2 separate regions of the Mus musculus genome follow, and region 2 is linked to region 1. Evidence: chromatin contacts called from public Hi-C data. All regions are on one chromosome and are shown on one strand. The core of a region is the stretch at or near the end of the contact, and the rest is flanking DNA. Distances in the headings are between cores, read along the strand shown.

Region 1 (5,913 bases), core at 2,369-4,868:
ACAGCCCTGGCTGTGGAACTTGCTCTGTAGAGTGGGCTGGCCTTATACTCAGAGATCCACCTGCTTCTGCTTCCTAGTGCTAGGATTGAAGGCATATTCCAGCACACCTGCCTTAAAGATTTATTTATGCATTTCATGGATACAGATACTTTCTCTGTTTGTAAAGTCTGCACACCAGAAGAGGGCATCTGATCCCATCATAGACAGTTGTGAGCCACCATAGGAGCGCTGGGAATTTAACTCAGGACCTCTGGAAGAGCAGAGAGTGCCCTTAAACCGCTGAGCCACCTCTCCAGTCTCTTTATTTATTTATCTTGTCATTTTAAATGATTTTGTTTGTTTAGCAGGAGGGCTTTTGGGGGAAGGAGGGGTAGCCTGTTTGGGGTTTGTTTGTTTTGAGAAAGGATCCTAATGTAGCTAGCCTAGGCTGCCCTTGAGTTTCTGACTCTCTGACCTCTACTACTAAATTCTGGGATTATAGGATGAGACTCCCAGGACTGTTGGCTGATCCTTGCTTTCTTTTTGCTGTCACACAGTATTTCACTCTTACTTCATATTCTGGAGAAGTACTTACTTAAAGTAATTATTGGTTGCAATTTTCTAAGCATTATATTAAATGTATTTGTTTGCCAGATCCTAAGATGTGCTGAGCTTCCTAAACCTGGACCTCGTCCTGATTGCCAAGACCTTAATATAGGAACAATAATAATAATATCAACAGTGCAGCCAAGCGGTGTTTGCTTTCCTTACAAAAAGCATACTGAAAAGTGTGTCTTCTGATGTGGGAGGAGATAAGATGCCGTCATGGTGAGAGCAGACAACTTGAATAAATTTGTAATCAGAGGATCACAGTTGATTGCAGGTGATTGCCTGAAGTGAAAGCTATTCCTAGGTTTGAAAGTCAATAAAGGGACCATTAAATAGATGCCTATCTCAGTCCTGAACATTTCTCTAATGAATTAGCATTCCCAACCCTTACATTTAAGTATTAAAAATTAATAAATGCTAATTATTGATTTGTGCTACAAAATCTATTACCTTGGATAATCATCTCTCATGTAAACTCACAGCATGTAATGATTTCCTTTCAAGAAATAATCTTCCACGCTTGAAAACTTATTAGACTTGTTTAGAAGAAACGCTGCAGAGAAAAGAGAACTGCTCCTTTCAAAAGGCAAATCATGATGTTGGGTGTAGCTCAGTGGCAGAGCGCATGCCCAATGTGCTGAGACCCTGGATTCAACCCCAATTCCAGTAGGAAAAGAAAGCAAACTATAAACACACACCGGGTATAAATGGGCTATGTAATACTTTTTGCTCCCAACCCATGGGAAAATGCTCTGAACAGAGATAAGTAAATCCCAGGTTCTCATACTTGACAGCTGAGATAAGGAACGGGAAGGATTACAAAGCTTTGCTGAGTCTTGCATTTGCTGAAGATCGTCCTGGAGATAAATCACCCAGTAAGAGGAAATGGTTAGGATGGGTTTCTGTTTTGTAGTCCCTCCCTAGATTGCCCTGGCTGGCTTTGAACTCAAAATCATGCTTCTACCTCCTGACTGCTGGGATTCTGAGCTTGTGTCACCAAGACTGGCCTTCACCTTTTGTTTGTTCCGTGTTGCCAGGAGTAGAACCTATAGCATACTAGGCTCTACCCGTGCATTCACACCCAGCCTCTGACCTTCATTTCTTATGTACAAGAAGTCCTCTGCCCAGAATTAGGAAACTGGAGGTTTAAAAAAATGAGGATGTTTCAATCCTACTTAGAAGGGGGAACAAAATATTCAAGGGAAGTAGAGGGTGAGGAGGGACTTTGGAGGAAGAGAGGAGGGGGGCAATGAGGGGCAGAATCAGGTATGGGAGGAGATGGAGATGTACAGAGGGTCAGGAATTTGAACAGAGGTATGTAGCAATGGGGGATGAAGAACTGGGAGTAGCAACTAGAAAGTCCCAGATGCCAGGAAAGCAAGAGCCTCTTAAGACCCCACAGGGATGACATTAGCAGAAATACCCCAAAAAGGGGAGGGAGAACCTGTGGAGACCATATCCAGAAGTTAGGCATGCCCCCCCCCCCCAGTTGAGGGATGGGACCACCTACCCATCTCCAAAAATGTAACCCAGAATTTTTCCTTTCTAAAGAAAATACAGGGACAAAGAGTGGAGCAGAGACTGAAGGAAAGGCCATGCAGAGACTGCCCCACCTGGGGATCCATCCCACATGCAGACACCAAACCCAGACACTATTGTGGATGCCAAGAAGTGCTTGCTGTCCAGAGCTTGATACAGCTGTCTCCTGAGAGGCTCTGCCAGACCCTAACCAATACAGATGCAGATGCTCGCAGCCAACCATCAGACTGAGCACAGAGACCCCAATGGAGGAGTTAGGAGGGACTGAAGGAGCTGAGGGGATTTATCTGACATCAATAGGAGGGGAGGCCGTTGGTCCTGTGAGGGCTTGATGCCCTAGTGTAGATGAATGCTAGGGCAGTGAGGGGGGAGTGGGTGGGTAGGGGAGCACCCTCATAGAAGCAGGGTAAGGGGGGATAGTATAGGAGGATTACAGAGGGGAAAACGGGAAAGGGGATAACATTTGAAATGTAAATAAATAAAATATCCAATTTTTTAAAAATGAGGAATCGAAACCAAACTGCAAAAAAAAAAAAAGAATATGAACTGCTACTTTTTCTTTTAGCGAGGGCACAAGTTGGTCTTAAACTCACTGTGTAGCCCAGGCTGGCATGAAACCACAATCTTGGTTCTACAGTACTGCATCTTTTGTATCCAGGAATTTGCAGAAAATGTTGTCTTAGTTAAGGTTTCCATTGCTGTGAAGAGACACCATGACCAAGGCAACTCTAATAAAGGGCAACATTTAATTGTGATTGGCTTACAGGTTCAGAGGGTCAGTCCATCATCACCATCATGATGGAAAGGAAGCATCTTGATGGGATGCTCTAACCCAGGAAGCCATGGCATTGGAGAAAGCGCTAAGAGCTCTAAATCTTGATCCCTTGGGAGCAGAGAGTGTGTGTCTGCTACTTTAGAGGTAGCTTGAGCATAGGAGATCTCACTTCCCCTGGGATGCACTTCCTCTAACAAAGCCACAAACCCTAATAGTGCCACTCCCAGCCGGCCAAACATCCAAACACATGATTCTATGGGGCCCATAATGATTTAAACCATCACAAATGTGTTCCCTTTGAAATATGTTTCAGGCAGGGCACAGGGAGACATGCCTTTAATCCCAACACTCAGAAGGCAGAGACAGAGGGATCTCTGTGAGCTGAAGGCCACCCTAGTCTACGTAGTCACTTCCAGGACAGACAGGACTATGTAGAAAGACCCCCGTCTCACACACACACAAAAGGTCTTAGTGTGGAGAGTTGGCTCATCAGTTAGTTAAAAGTGCTTGCTGCTTTTGTGGATGACCTGGATGACCCAGGTTCCATTCCCAACATCCATGTAGAAGCTCACAACTTGGTAATTCCAAGCCAAGGGAATCAGAGGCCCTCTTCTGACTTCTTTGGGCACCAAGCACTCACAAAGTGCACACATATACATGCAATGGTTTGTATAGGCTTGGCCTAGAGAGTGGCACTATTAAGAGGTGTGGCCTTGTTGGAGTAGGTGTGTCATTGTGAGCATGGGATTTAATACTTTCAACCTAGCTGCCTGGAAGCCAGTGAAGATGTAGAACTCTCAGTTCCTCTTGCATCATGCCTGCCTGGATGCTGCCTTGCTCCTGCCTTGATAATAATGGACTGAACCTCTGAACCTGTAAGCCAGCCCCAGTTAAATGTTGTCCTTATAAGAGTTGCCGGGCTGGAGAGATGGCTCAGCGGTTAAGAGCACTGACTGCTCTTCTGAATGTCCTGAGTTCAATTCCCAGCAACCACATGGTGGCTTACAACCACCTGTAATGAGATCTGACGCCCTCTTATGGAGTGTCTGAAGACAGCTACAGTGTACTTAAATATAATAAATAAATAAATCTTAAAAAAAAAAAAAAGAGTTGCCTTGGTCATGGTGTCTGTTCACAGCAGTAAAACCCTAAGACAATATATGTAGGCAAAACACTCATTCACATAAAACAATAAAATAGAAACATTTTTAATGCATGTGTGTGCATGTAGTGATGAGAGGACATGTTCGAATGTCCTCAGAGAAACTATCTACTGCCTTTAAGACAGGATATCTCACTGGCTCCCCACTTAGGCATCAGCAAGCCACAGGGGTCATCCTCCTGCCTCCGAGTGCTTGGATCACAAAAACCACCACTATGCCAAGTTTTTAAGTAGATTCTAAAAATCAAACTCAGGTTCTCATGCTTGCAAGGCAAGTGCCTAACTGACTGAGCTTCTCCCCCCCCCCCCCCCCAGTCCTCTTTCTCCTTAAACAGAATCAATTCAAATAGTGTTTGCCAGCTATTCCATGCTACAAACATTCTAGGTCCCAGAAGACAGTGTTAAAGTCCCTGTTCTCATCTGAGAATCATGTTACATTCAAAGGGGTTTTCCGGCTAACTTTGTGGTAGTGTTCACTGTCGTCTACACTTGAATCTGGGAAATATCTGAAGGATCCTGTGATTTGAGAACAGTGACTCTCAACTCAAAATCTAAAGCAGATTTCCATTTAATGCATGTGCTGTGAGATTTAGAATCACTGAGGAAACTAATCTCTGGAGTTGTCTGTGAAGACTTGTCTGGATTGAGTTAACTGAAGTAGGACACACCCAACATGGATTGGGGGTCTGAGACTGAATAAAAAGGGGGAAAGGAGGCAGAGACAGGGCTGATCTCTGGGAGTTCCAGGCCAGCCAGGGCTACAAAGTGATACCCTGTAAAAACAAAATGAAACAAACAAACAAACCGAAACCTGAGCATGAGCAGTCATGGGTCTCTCCTCCCTAACTGGATGCAATGTGACAGGCTGTTGCCTCCTATGCCTGCCACCAACACCCCTGCCCCTGCCCCACGGTGGAAGGTATTCTTTGAGATACAGTTACTATGTAACCTAGGCTAACTAGCCAAATAAACCCCTGAGTTGCTTTTGTCAGATATTTTGCACTTCAACAAGACAAGTAGCCAATGCACTTATAGCACACTAAAGAACAGCAGAATACAGTACTTGTTGTAGACACCCTAAGCCACGGTGGCTGAAAATGAATGCTGGGATAATGCTGAGAAGGAAAGAATTGGGTGTGTGGTAGGGCATACCTATAATTCCAGGAGTCTAGGAGTAAAGACAACAGGGTCAAGAGTTCAAGTTCATCCTTAGCTGTATATTGGAGACCAGGCTGGCATGTATATATATATATATATATATATAAACCTTTTGTCAAAAATAAAGTAACACAGAAAGTGAGGATTGTGGAGAGTGATGGAGTAACAGATTTGTTTGATTGTTTGTTTGTTTGTTTGTTTGTTTGTTTTGTGAGAAGCCTTAGGAGATTGCATGTTTGCACATGGGGTGTGTGTAGTGTGTGTGTGTGTGTGTGTACATACCAGCTTTAATTTTTTTATATTAAATATATAACATACATATGTATACGGGATGTGGATATGAGGATATACATTATATATGCATATAATTATTGTGTGCTTTACCTGTATGTATGTGCACTGGTTGAGTTTGTGTGTCAACTTGACACAAGCTGGAATTATCACGGAGAAAGGCATCTCAACTGAGGAAATGCCTTCATGAGATCCAGCTGTAAGGCATTTTCTCAATTAGTGATCAAGGTGGGAAGACCCATTGTGGGTGGTGCCATCCCTGGACTGGTAGTCTTGGGTCCTATAAGAAAGCAAAGCCGGGCATGGTGGTGCACGCCTTTAAACCCAGCACTTGGGAGGCAGAGGCAGGTGGATTTCTGAGTTGGAGGCCAGCCTGGTTTACAGAGTGAGTTCCAGGACA
Region 2 (5,913 bases), core at 1,555-4,054, 38 kb after region 1:
GTAAGAGATCATATACAATATACATGTTCATATACATACATACATACACAATATACATATATACATGCATACACTATATGCATCTATCTACATACACAGTATGCATACATATACAATGACTAGGCAACTCTAGGAGTCTGTACTAAGCACAGCAATGTGGGTAAGGATTCACATATCAAAACCGTCAGAAGATGGCTTACATCACACAGTACTGCGAAGAGGAGGGCTTGGCAACTTTGTAGAGAGGAACAATGTCTACCACCTTCACCAGTCACAAACACACATACACAGACGTACTACCTTCCATTTACAAAATCCATTTCTTGGGAGTCTCAAACATGAACCACAAAAATCCCCTTAAATTGTCTTAGAAGAGAGAGGGGGGTTGGAGCAATGCCAGAGTGTCTCGGAGAACCCCAGCATGGAAGAGATAGCAGCTGTGCGCTGCTCGGGCCAGGATCGGCTCCTCCGCCCACTGAATTTGCTGAATTCACAGGTGCAGGAGACTTACGCATTCACCCTTACCCTGACTAGCTGACTCCGAGAAGAGAGCTCCCAAAGAGTCGAGGTGGGGTTTACAGGGCTGTAAGCTAGGCTGATTCTGTTTCTGTTTCTTCAACTGTGGGACCCTAGGGTGGCCACGCAATGCCCTTCTATTTCAGGTTCCGCCGGGCGTGGTGGCGCATTGCCTTTAATCTCAGCACTTGGGAGGCAGAGGCAGGCGGATTTCTGAGTTCGAGGCCAGCCTGGTCTACAGAGTGAGTTCCAGGACAGCCAGGGGTACACAGAGAAACCCTGTCTCAGAAAAAAAAAATCTATTTCAGGTTCCTCCTATCTAAAAGGAGGTAATTAGTATTTAGGACAGTAATACGCCTGCAGTGTAAAAAAACATCTACTTGAGAAGCTGAGGCGGGAAGATTGGTAGTCAAAGTAAGTGTGGTCCACACAGTAAGGAAATTACCAAGAACTTGTCTTAAAAAGGAGGAAAAAAGGAGGCCACAGTGGTAGAGCGCTTGTGGAGCCACAGAGCGCTTGTGGAGCACATGTGGGGCCCGGCTCAGTCTCACGGCACTGTGCATGAATTAAAGAGTGGAATGACATGGTTCCTCAGAGAAATAACCTAGAGAGCATGTCTGTCCATTATATGAAGAAATTTACACTGAGGAGCTAATTCATGCCATGGTAGAGGCTCACAAGAGCCAAACCCTCAGGCTGAAGATCCAGGGAAGGACGTAGGTGTAGCTCAAATCTCTCTCCTGGGGCAAACCTGTCTACCCAAGGTCAGTGCATGGACAGATGTAGAGAACTGACTCCCACCAAGTTGTCCCCTGACTCCCACAGAGAGACAGACACCAAATAAATAAATAAATAAATAAATAAATAAATAAATAAATAAATACTTAAAAAGTGGTGAACCCCTTCATTCCCAGCACTTGAAAGCACAGCCAGATGGATCTGAGTTCAAGACCTGGTCTACAGATCAGGGCTACTCAGAAAAAAAAAAATAAATAAATAAAAATAATTTTTTTTAAAGAAATTTACTTTTTCCAACCTTAAATTTGTTTTTTTTTTTTCTCCTTTTTTGTTCTTTGCACTTTGACTTGTCTATGTAAAAAATGTCTTTTTTCTTCTCAAGGGTAGCTTCTTCAAGGACTAATATATATTCACTAAGAGTAGGCATATGGTGGCCTAGCAAAACTGACATATGAAACTAAGTCGTACCCACTTCCTAAAACATTTGCTTACACAAATGGCGATGCCCTCGGGCAGCTGGACCCTGCCCCCCCCCCTTTTTTTTCACTGCCTTTATGCAGAGTCTTTTAAAACTAGCCAGTCTTTAGACTGTGGGGTGAGAGTCCAGCCAATAGGGAAACATCATCACCACCTGCCTTGAAATAAAAGCCAAGTGAAGTTGGGCTAGCCGGGGCAAGCCCTTAATCCCAGCACTGGGCAGAGCTGGGCTCTGAGTGTACAACAGCTGTGAGTTCCCGACCAGACAGAGCTACATAGTAAGACTTTGTTTCAAAGAAACCAAAACGGAACAAAACCTAGCAAACTTCCTGCTTCACGCTTTCCTTTGTGATTCTTTGTGTGATACCCAGAATATTTACTTCCAACACCTAGAAATTAAGCATAATTCTTTAGTTGGGCATGATGGCGCTCTTTAATCACAGTACTCAGAAGAGGCAGGCGGTTCTCTGAGTTCAAGGCCAGCCTGGTCTACTACAAAATAAGTTCCAGGACAGCTAGGGCTACACACAGAAATGCTGTCTTGAAAAACCATGTGCGTGTGCGTGTGTAATCTGCTTTAGTGAAAGTTTACTGGAAATAAAGATGCTAATTTTACCTAACAAAAAAATCTGCATGTGGCATCCTAGCAAAAATGACATATGAAGCCGGGCGTGGTGGCGCACACCTTTAATCCCAGCACTCGGGAGGCAGAGGCAGGCGGATTTCTGAGTTCGAGGCCAGCCTGGTCTACAGAGTGAGTTCCAGGACAGCCAGGGCTACACAGAGAAACCCTGTCTTGAAAAACCAAAAAAAAAAAAAAAAAAAAAAAAAAAAAATTACACGTGAAACTAAGCATCACACATATTAAGCAAAGCAACAAGCATGAGTTATGATGTGGTCTTAATTATATTAGATACAAAATAACGAACTTGATATACTGCGGTCCCAATCGGTTCCAAATGATAAGGAGACACACATGTCAGCCCTTACCATTTCTCAGTCTCTGCAAAGTGTGAGTTTTCAGTGCGTATGGCTTCTCCAGAACACTCGCTCTCTTACTTTCACTTCTGGCTTTGTCTAAGGCATATTCTTTTCTAAGGTATTGTCTCATCTTACTGTGCTGGGCAGACCTATGGTGTGGCCCTAGAGGCACGCACACCGACTCCTCTGACCATCAATATTTGAGTTTAGGGAGGACGCTTGGCCCTGAGCAGGCAGATCTAGCAGCTCAGGGCAGTCTCTGCTGTCTGACTTGTAAATAACGCAGATGAAGCAGGCACATGCATGCCCAGACACAGGAGGGAGGGCTGTATGGACGCATACAGTGTGCTTTGAGGCAGGCTTGTTCCACAGTCTGGCCCCCAAACCCCAGAACCTCCTTATACTTGGTTTCTACAAAATGCTCCAGATATTCCTGCAGATCAACTTCCTCTTTTTGCTTAACCTAGTCAAGATGCATTTTTTGAGAACCCTGCTTGCAAATACCGCAAGGTTCACACACCTCAGACGCTGCCTGTCCTTCCTCCCTTCCATCTCTCCGCTCTTTTTTTTTTTTTTTTTTTTTATTTTTGGTTTTTGTTTTTTTCGGGACAGGGTTTCTCTGTATCGCCCTGGCTGTCCTGGAACTCACTCTGTAGACCTGGCTGGCCTCAAGCTCAGAAATCCTCCTGCCTCTGCTTCTCAAGTGCTGGGATTAAAGACATGTGCCACCACTGCCCGGCTAAAGGGGACTTTTATGTAGCCCTTATACCTAGGCTAGCATCAAATTCAAAAGATCAGCCAGCTTCTGCCTCTTGAGTGCTAGGTTTAAAGAAGTATATGCCTACCTCACCTTAACTATTTCTAAGATATTTTCTTTTTAAAAAATTACTTATTTGTATATGCAAGAGACAGCATTTGTCTGTGGGGGTGCCTGTGTCTATATGAGAATGTGGAAAGCAGAAGGGGGTGTCATTATCCTCTGCCTATTCTTTGAGGCAGGGTCTCTCTCTGGACCTGGGGCTCTTGTTTTTCTCAGTGAAGATAGAAGTCAGCCAGCCTTAGCAATCCAGTTTCAGCTTCCTCCAGTTTGAGGTTACATGTATGCTCAGGACACCCAGCCTATTATATGAGTTCTAGGATCCAAACTGTGCAGTAAGCGAGCGCTCTTAAGGGCTGAACCATCTCTGCAGTTCCCTAAGATTTTCTTTAAATGTTGATTTGTGTGTCTACGTTTCCCTCTGCATGTATGTGTGTGTGCACATCTACGTGTGGAGGCTGGAGGACAACCTTGGATGTTATTCTTCTAGAGAACCACTACATTTTGTTGAGATAGAGCTCACACTGACCCGTCATTCACCAAGGGAACTACAGGCTGCCCAGGGAGTCCCAGGGATCGACTTGCCTGTCTTCCCAGTGTTGGAATTACAGCTTGCACCATCGTGCCTGGCATGGTGTCTGTTTTTTAAGGTTTACTTTTAATTATATGTTCTATGTGAGAGTGTATGCACATGCCTACCAGTACTCTTGAGAGCCAGGAGAAGGCAGCACCAGACCCCCTGGAGCTGGAGTTACAGGTGGTGGTGGACTACCTGTGGCAGGAGCTTGGGTCTTCTGCTAGAGCAGTGTTGGCTCTTGACTGCTGGGCCATATTTCAAGCCCCTGCACGTGGCTTTGACAGGCACTGAGTCCTTAAATGTTGGTATCTTATGAGGTATTTTGCTGGACCTCAAATTTTCATTGTGTGTTCTCTTTGAGGATGATATTCCATTCTCATGATTCTACTTGGCAGTTACGTGCTGGCACCAAATCTGTACTCATCTTTCATGAAGAGAACTGCCTCCTTCGTCGTTACAGGTGATTGTTTTATGGATACCAAAGGTACCAGCTCCTTGGTGACCCTGCAAATTTAATACAAGATGCTTCTAAAACACACACACACACACACACACACACACACACATATATCTTCTTTACAAATTATACTTCCCAAACCAGACATTTGGACATAATCTTTTCTCTTTTCTTCCTCCTTAATGACAGATCCAATAAGTCATGAAGACTTGTCAATTCTACCTTTAAAAACTGAAATTTGGGCTGGAGAGATGGCTCAGAGGGTAAGAGCACTGACTGTTCTTCCAAAGGTCCTGAGTTCAAATCCCAGAAATCACATGGTGGCTCACAACCCCATAATGAGATCTCTTTTTTGGTGCGTCTGAAGTCAGCTACAGTGTACTTATGTAAAACAATAAATAAATCTTTGGGCTGGAGCAAGCAGGAACTGAGTAAGCAGAGTTGACTGGAGTGAGCAAAGGTCCTAAAAATTCAATTCCCAACAACCACATGAAGACTCACAACCATCTGTACAGATACAGTGTACTCACATACATAAAATAAATCTTAAAAAGAATTAAATTAGCCGGGCGTGGTGGCGCACGCCTTTGATCCCAGCACTCGGGAGGCAGAGGCAGGCGGATTTCTGAGTTCAAGGCCAGCCTGGTCTACAAAATGAGTTCCAGGACAGCCAGGGCTATAAAGAGAAACCCTGTCTCAAAAAACCAAAAAAAAAAAAAAAAAAAAAAAAAAAAAAAAAAAAAAAAGAATTAAATTTGCTAGTATACATCTTTAATACCAGCAAAGACAAAGGCAGGCAGAACTCTGAAAGAGTTCCAAAGCCAGTTTGTGACAAACAATGAGACCTTGTCTCAAAAGTAAATAAATCTATCAAATTCAAGATAAGCTTAGTGAGGCCTGGTGGCAGTGGCACACGACTTTAGTCCCAGCACTCAGCAGGCAGAGGCAGGAATTTTAGGCCAACCTGGTCTACAAAGTACATTCCAGGATAACCAGGGCTACACAAAGAAACACTGCCACAAAAAATTAAAATAAAATATAGTGCTGGGGGAAAGTCTATTCATGCTTCCTAAACAGCACAGTCCATTTGTCGAAACCAGTGAACTTTTATATCTAGAAGCAGCACAAAGAGAAACAAAAATGCAACATTAAAAGGATGGGATCAGGTTCCGCTAAGTTTTAGCAACAAACGAAAGTTCAAGATTCATGTAAGTTTCCTGCCATAAAATATTCTTTTAGCTTTTTCTGAATGCTTTAAACGTGTAAAATCCAACCATACTTCATGGGGCATTAAACACAAGACAGCAAACTGGGGTGTGGTACAAAATCCATGCTTAATCCATGAGAGGC

What was found. Hi-C and Micro-C count contacts between places; a contact is called where the count stands out from the background.
Region 2: a Hi-C map of bone marrow-derived macrophages shows a contact between it and region 1, with 1.7 times the contacts expected there. The contact joins two enhancer-like sites. A contact is called at or near these places in 2 of 39 promoter capture datasets (both in liver), 13 of 484 Hi-C or Micro-C datasets (the C2C12 cell line, bone marrow-derived macrophages, double positive thymocytes and 6 more), 8 of 115 datasets of contacts at active chromatin or transcription factors (the SCID.adh cell line, bone marrow-derived macrophages, embryonic fibroblasts and 3 more) and 3 of 9 other capture datasets (adipose tissue, liver and pancreatic islet).

Annotation. Positions count from the first base shown.
Region 1 is chr12:75,686,108-75,692,020 of GRCm38.p6, forward strand. It overlaps Gm34717 (a long non-coding RNA gene), which reads left to right. Exons shown (of 3, transcript XR_381697.2): 2 at 634-862; 3 at 2,140-2,157. Among named protein-coding and RNA genes, the nearest start is that of Gm40890, 13 kb to the right of the region's middle. Within about 2 kb of position 3,619, at least 16 of the 459 cell types and tissues checked have an H3K27ac peak or open chromatin away from gene starts, as enhancers often do. A contact at or near this core is called in adipose tissue and bone marrow-derived macrophages, where this site is marked.
Region 2 is chr12:75,724,682-75,730,594 of GRCm38.p6, forward strand. All of the region lies in intron 1 of Sgpp1 (sphingosine-1-phosphate phosphatase 1), which reads right to left. Among named protein-coding and RNA genes, the nearest start is that of Sgpp1, 8.1 kb to the right of the region's middle. Within about 2 kb of position 2,805, at least 116 of the 459 cell types and tissues checked have an H3K27ac peak or open chromatin away from gene starts, as enhancers often do. A contact at or near this core is called in adipose tissue and bone marrow-derived macrophages, where this site is marked.